2 separate regions of the Mus musculus genome follow, and region 1 is linked to region 2. The links are chromatin contacts, called in public capture Hi-C maps. All regions are on one chromosome and are shown on one strand. Each heading gives the region's core, a stretch centred on a gene start, on an enhancer-like site or on the middle of the called end of the contact. The rest is flanking DNA. Distances are from core to core; before and after follow the strand shown. Region 1 holds the start of Tmod1 (tropomodulin 1). Region 2 holds the start of Ccdc180 (coiled-coil domain containing 180).

Evidence for each region. Capture Hi-C pulls out chosen DNA fragments and counts their contacts.
Region 1: a contact with region 2 is called in a capture Hi-C map of macrophages, with 4 times the contacts expected there. The contact joins the promoter of Tmod1 here to the promoter of Ccdc180 in region 2. A contact is called at or near these places in 4 of 39 promoter capture datasets (cranial neural crest, embryonic stem cells, liver and 1 more), 1 of 115 datasets of contacts at active chromatin or transcription factors (embryonic stem cells) and 3 of 9 other capture datasets (adipose tissue, embryonic stem cells and macrophages).

The regions. Positions count from the first base shown.
Region 1 is chr4:46,037,927-46,040,981 of GRCm38.p6, forward strand. It overlaps Tmod1 (tropomodulin 1), which reads left to right and starts at 1,296. Exons shown (of 10, transcript NM_021883.2): 1 at 1,296-1,383.
Region 2 is chr4:45,888,845-45,891,744 of GRCm38.p6, forward strand. Ccdc180 (coiled-coil domain containing 180) reads left to right here and starts at 1,459. Exons shown (of 38, transcript NM_198660.2): 1 at 1,459-1,543; 2 at 2,008-2,105. The coding sequence starts at 1,522.

The DNA.
Region 1 (3,055 bases), core at 46-2,545, 150 kb after region 2:
ACAATGTAGCAATTCTTGTTAAACCGAAGTGGTTTAACTTAAGTGGGAACCACTTGCAAGTAGCATTAATCCTCTGCTCATCTCTCCTAGAGACTCAACTCTCCAACTCAGCTTCCTGCAGACCATGAGAAAGAATAATCTGAGCCACACTAATATTCTGAATTTCCACTACTAGCAAAGTACACTTTTAAAATAGGATGCATTCATATGGAAATACCATATTATGTTCATATGGTAAATTCGCTGGGGATGAAACCTATAAATTGAACAGTAGGAAAGAATGGTGCGTCACAAATTAGCCTCAGCAGCGAGCAAGAGGCACCAACCTGACAATAAGGGCAAGACTTCTGGAAGGGTCCACAAAACAGTGTCTTAGAAGGGAGAGGTGGGTGACTGGGGAGCGGGGTCAGGCTGTTGGTTGGCTTGCACAGGTGTTCTTACTATAAAATTCAGAAAGCTACACACTAATATGTGCCCTGAAAGTATTTACACCCACAACAAAACGCTTAAAAATAAGTCCTTGGGAATAGTAAGTCCCTGCTTTGTTTAAAAATACACCCCACTTCTCCCTTGAAAAGGACATTCTTAATAGGGCGAGGGTTTTATAATACAGTAATGCATTAGGAAAATACTTTTCAGCGTTTCTCCTTAGGCATCTAGGAATTAAGATTTCCCTCACCAAAAAATACGGTAGGATAATCCAACGGAGATGTTCCCTGTGCCTGTTTGGATTCGTTGGTAGGAGCCGTTTGTTTATTGAAACACTTAAAGGCTTCGGTTTGGGTTTAAGTGGTTTGTTCTGGAGAGAACACATTAGCCTTTTAAGAAGGAGGAACTTTCATTCCGATTATTTTAAGTGGTGATTTCGGACGCTCCAGTCTCAATGCTGTGTAGGGAGAAGGCGTTCAATTCTGCGTTGGAATTGCACGTCCACAGATGGTTATTAAGCCCTGGGCCCGTGCCAGTCCTGGCCGAGGGGACAGGTTGCCTCTTCAAAGGAAGCTAGGTGTAGCTGTGCTGACTTTACTGGAACATTCTAGACGAGAGTAAAGATCTGCGCGACTTTGTCCAGATACCTCCAACGTAGCATAAAATCAAGTTGGAGAAACCGAGAACAAGGCAGGGAACCACACATTCCCCTGCCTCCGGGGCTGGGGTGGCCCTAGATCCTAATAGCGAGTGTTGCTCCCAGGCCGGGGACCGCGCAGCACCCTGTCGCCCCTGGTAGAGCAGGAGGGCGGGGAGGGCGGCGGGTTGGGGCGGGGCGCGGTGACAGCAGAACAGGGCCCGCCCCCGGCTTCCCACCCGCGGCCGCCAGGGAACTCGCCAAGCCCCGCGTTCCGCTCATTGCCGCCGCCCGCGCTCGCGCCACCCCGCATCCCGGTAAGACCCCCCGCCCGCCATCCCTAGGTCCCCCTCGGCCTCGCGGGGCTCCCTGCCGCCGCGCCGGGGCGCAGCCATATCTGGGCAAAATATTCAGCTGTCGCAGCCGCTGAGAAGGGACTGAGCACGGTTCCCTCTATAAATAGCCGCCGCCTCGGGTGGCCTTCGGGGATCGGGGTCCGGTTCCCCAGCCTGATGATCGGGTCGCTGGCGCTAAGCGTCCCTGCAGCCTGATGCGCCCAACCCTAGTCAGGGCGCCCGGGGCACTAGACCTGGTCTCCCGGGGACCTTGGGAGCCGCCCGGGGTGCCTTGGGCATTGGCACGTTGTGAGCTGGTCACGAGCCCTCCTGGGAGTCTGGGGAGGAAGGGGATACACGCTCGGGGGACGCTGAGTCCTCTGAGCACCGATCTGGCCGGCGCCTGAAAAGTTTCCCAAACTGCTGGAACTAGCTGAGGTTTAAAGCACCAGCTGCGCTTGCCTCGCTGCGCGCAACCAGGTAGAGGCAGGAGGCCACTGGTTGTCTCCAGTTTGAGGGGCGGCCTAGGCAACCCTCCTTTCTTTTCTGGATCTCGTTTTCCTGTTTGTAAGGTGAAGTTAGGGTCCTTCAAAGAGATGGTACCCGGGGCCACGAGAGTGGCCAGGGCGTGCTCTGAACTGCCTACACTCCCCTGCACCTGTTCTGCAGTTTCAGGCAGGGTAAGGATGCTGAGGACACAGCTGCAAAAGTCAGAGACTTTGGTGGCTCTTGGAACTCAAATCCTGGCCTAGGACCCACTGTGGCCCTCGGAATAGCCTGGGAAGTGTGCCTGGGGTGTTTGGGAGCATCTCTAGGCTGAGTTGCTAGCAGCACCTCGGCAAAACAAGTGACCAAATGAACTGGGCAGGCTCAGGCAATTCAGTTCCCTGTGTGGCACCTGTGATAACTCCCTTAACCCGGAACCTCCCCAGCTCTCTGTTTAGTTACCTCTCTCAGCTTTCCCCATGAGATTCCGAAGACCTGGCAGAGCCAGACTCTAAACCCAGATTCTGGGTTCTTTCTTAGTGGGGGCTCCCTCCCACAGGGTTTATCTTTCACCCTGGGTCCCACTGTTGCCCCTGTAAGGGCTTCAGAACCCTTTGCTCAAGGTCATGCCAACCCCCACTGCAGTCTGCTTGCCTTTCCTGTCTCTACCGACCTTTCCTGGCAGGTTTGGGGACTCTGCACCCCTCTTTTGTGATCTGCTAATGTCTGGGACTTTCCCAGGCTGGAGTAATAGTGTGGAGAGTCTAGTAATAGATCCTGAAGATCGCTCCGTTTTCTCTAAAGCTATCTCCGGGCTTCACAGATAAATGAGTGAAAGGGGAATCACCCAATAGGAAGATTCTCACCGACTTCAAACCTCACAACAAACAGGCAGAGTGAAGACAGGGCGCCTGTCACTCTGGCATCTGCTCTCTAATGAGCTAGCCTTGCAGTCCACGGTTTAGACAGCCACTGGCTCTTGGGTGCCTCGCATCCTAAGTGGGAAGTTAGAGCCCTCTAAAAATAGCCCAGCCCACCTTATCAGAGTCTCACACCTTCTCTCCCTTCTTGGGCAGGGCTCTTGGCTGCAGCTTAACTACAGAACACAGGGACTAGGTGGTGTCAGCTCTAAGCAATAAAGGGAATGGCCAGGAGTTCAGGCCCCTAG
Region 2 (2,900 bases), core at 209-2,708:
TGGGATGAGGCCTGAAGCCAGTTCTTTTTTTTTTCTTTTCTTTCCTCTTTCTTTCTTTCTTTTAATTTTTATTTATTTATTTTTTTGGTTTTTCAAGACAGGTTTTCTTTTCAAGACAGCTCTGGCTGTCCTGGAACTCACTCTGTAGACCAGGCTGGCCTCGAACTCAGAAATCCACCTGCCTCTGCCTCCCAAGTGCTGGGATTAAAGGCGTGCGCCACCACGCCCGGTTAGAAGGGAAAATCCACCAGGGCTCCAGTCCTCCTGGACGTTAGTTGGGAAATTTGATTAAATTACTGCTTGTTATAGGTCACGTGCTACTATGGCCAGCTCCCAGGTAGCTGTAACTGCTGGAGCTGAAGGGAAGGGACAAGTTTCTGATGTTAGAAGCTCAAGCCAGCAGCCTTTCCTGGGGTGAGAAAGGGCAGAGACTGAAAACCTCAAAAACAGAACAGAACAGAAAACAAACAAGAGTAAAAAAAAAAAAAGATTCCTGTTTTGAAAAACAAAACAAAACAAAACATATTTTTCATCCCCTCTATAGGTCACCTTCAGGCTTTCTTTTCTTTTCAGCTAAAATGAATCCTGTCTTTATTTTACTTCACCCTGGACCAAACAATGAGTCTAAAAGGGTTTTGTATTCATCTCTTTGTCATTCGCCTCTGTCAAAGAATGAGAGTAGCGTTTTCAGTCAACACTCCTGAGTTCCTGATGCTGCAGCCAGCTTCAGAAGACCACTCACTCTCAGATGTCAGTGTGGGAAGGGCTTGCCAGCAGGTCTGTTCCCCGACTGCTGCCACTGCAGGCCTTCTCTGGAAAGGAGAAGGGTGGCCCACCATACATGAGAAACTAGCTCAGTGGTTTTCAGCCTTCCTAATGCTGCAATCCTTTAATGCAGTTCCTCACATTGTGGTGATTCACAACCATCAAACTATTTTTGTTACTACTTCCTAACTGTAACTTTGCTACTGTTGTGAATCAGAACGAAAACATTTTTGAGTACAGGTTTGTCAAAGGGTTACGATCCATGGGCCGAAAACCACTGCTCTTAGTGGTCTAGTGCACACGGTTCTCATTAAGGCCAGGCAGGTCTTAAGCCTTGAATTCTGAGCCTTCCAACTTACTTTAAAGTGGGAAAGATCTTATTTCTTTCAGTGTCTTTCAGATTCTTACAGGCAAGGGCCACTTTGTGCTGCCTGCCTGCACAGGTTGATTTTAACCCGTGCAACAATGAGAGACTGGATTCCTTGACCACAACAGTCAAGATCTGCACAGGCTTTCTAACCTCCTACTAGCTTTTGGGAACTTTTAAAGGGCGCTCCAAGGACCCAACATTAAAAAGAAGTGGTGAGTTTCACTACTCCACGTGGGCCTCTGCTGTTGCTGAGTGACCTGGCTCCCTGAGAAGGAAGTGTGCTCAGGGACGGCCACGCCCCCTCGTGTTGCCCCATCCCTCGCGTTGCCTAGGAAACCACAGCGTCCTGCTGCAGTTGCTGGCTTCAGGGTGAATCTGAACTTCAGATGCGGGAGCCTCCAGGCTTGGGTAAGGACCTCAAAATTGCTGGGCTTGGGGGACAGCGGGCTGATTGAGCAGATAGGAAGATGGGCGTGTCGCAAACAGTAGGCATAGGCCAGAATCAAACTGCTCCTTCCCTTTGCAACACTCCCCTATTTCTCCCGGAGGATGTGACTAGGGTTCCAGTCCCATCTGACATCTGAGGCAGATTGACGGTCCCTAGAAGAGCTCTAGTGGAGCGCAGACAATAATCCTGCCCTTTCCAGAAAGTGCCTGTGGGATTTACACCCTGGGCGCTGGCGAAGACCCACTCTCTGTCTCTCCCCCTCCTGCTCCCCCGCCCCCCCCCCACCTAATTTTGTTTGAAATCTAAGTTTCCCCTTAAACAAGGTGTCCTGTGGGATCTAGTGCTGTCTTTAGGCTGGAGGTCCTAGCAAGAGGGTCCCAGCCTCTGAGTAAAAACTAAGACCAAGTCCCAAGTGTATTTCCAGAACGAAGAGGAATTGGGCCAGCAGTCAAGATGTCGCCAGTGGGAAAGGTGTCCCAAGTACAGAATGGCAAAGTCTACCAGCAGATCTTCCAGGCCCAGGTAGGTGTCCTGCTGGCCTTTGCTCCCTTTCCCTCCCCTGGTCTCCCCACAAACTTTCCTGGTCCTTTCTAATTTTTCTTTGTTCTGAGAGTTTCCCTGTCTAAGATCCATTTTATTTTTTTTTTTTATTGAGAATAGATTTTTTCATACAGTAATATTCTGATTTCAATCCCCACCCCATCTTCTCCCAGATTTCCCCCCAATAAGCCGATTTTTAAAAAACAGTTCTCTTTGACAATTACTTTGATTTTTTTTTTTAAATTGCTATTGGGTGTATTATAGAAGAACATTGGGGCATTTGGTCTCAAAATTAAAAACTTAATTTTGGTTAAAAATATTTTTAATCGAAATTATTCAGAATTAGTCTGAATTAACCATCTGTGCCTGATTCTTTTTTTTTTTTTAAGATTTATTTATTATATTTATATGAGTACACTGTAGCTGTTTTCAGACACACCAGAAGAGGGCATCAGATTTTATTACAGATGGTTGAGAGCCACCATGTGGTTGCTGGGAATTGAACTCATGACCTCTGGAAGAGCAGTCGGTGCTCTTAACCGCTGATCTGTGTCTGATTCTTTTGGAGAGCATAAAAGCAGTTCTTATTTTTCTGCTTAAAAGGTGAGTCTTGGCCAGGCATGGTAGCTCATGCCTTCAGTTCCAGCACTTGGGAGGCAGGGGCAGGTGTATCTCTGTGTGTCTATGTAGCAAGCCAGATAGACTCTGTTTCAAAAAACCGATGGTAGTGGTGGTGGTGATGGTGGTGGTGGTGGTGGTGATGGTGATGGTGGTGGT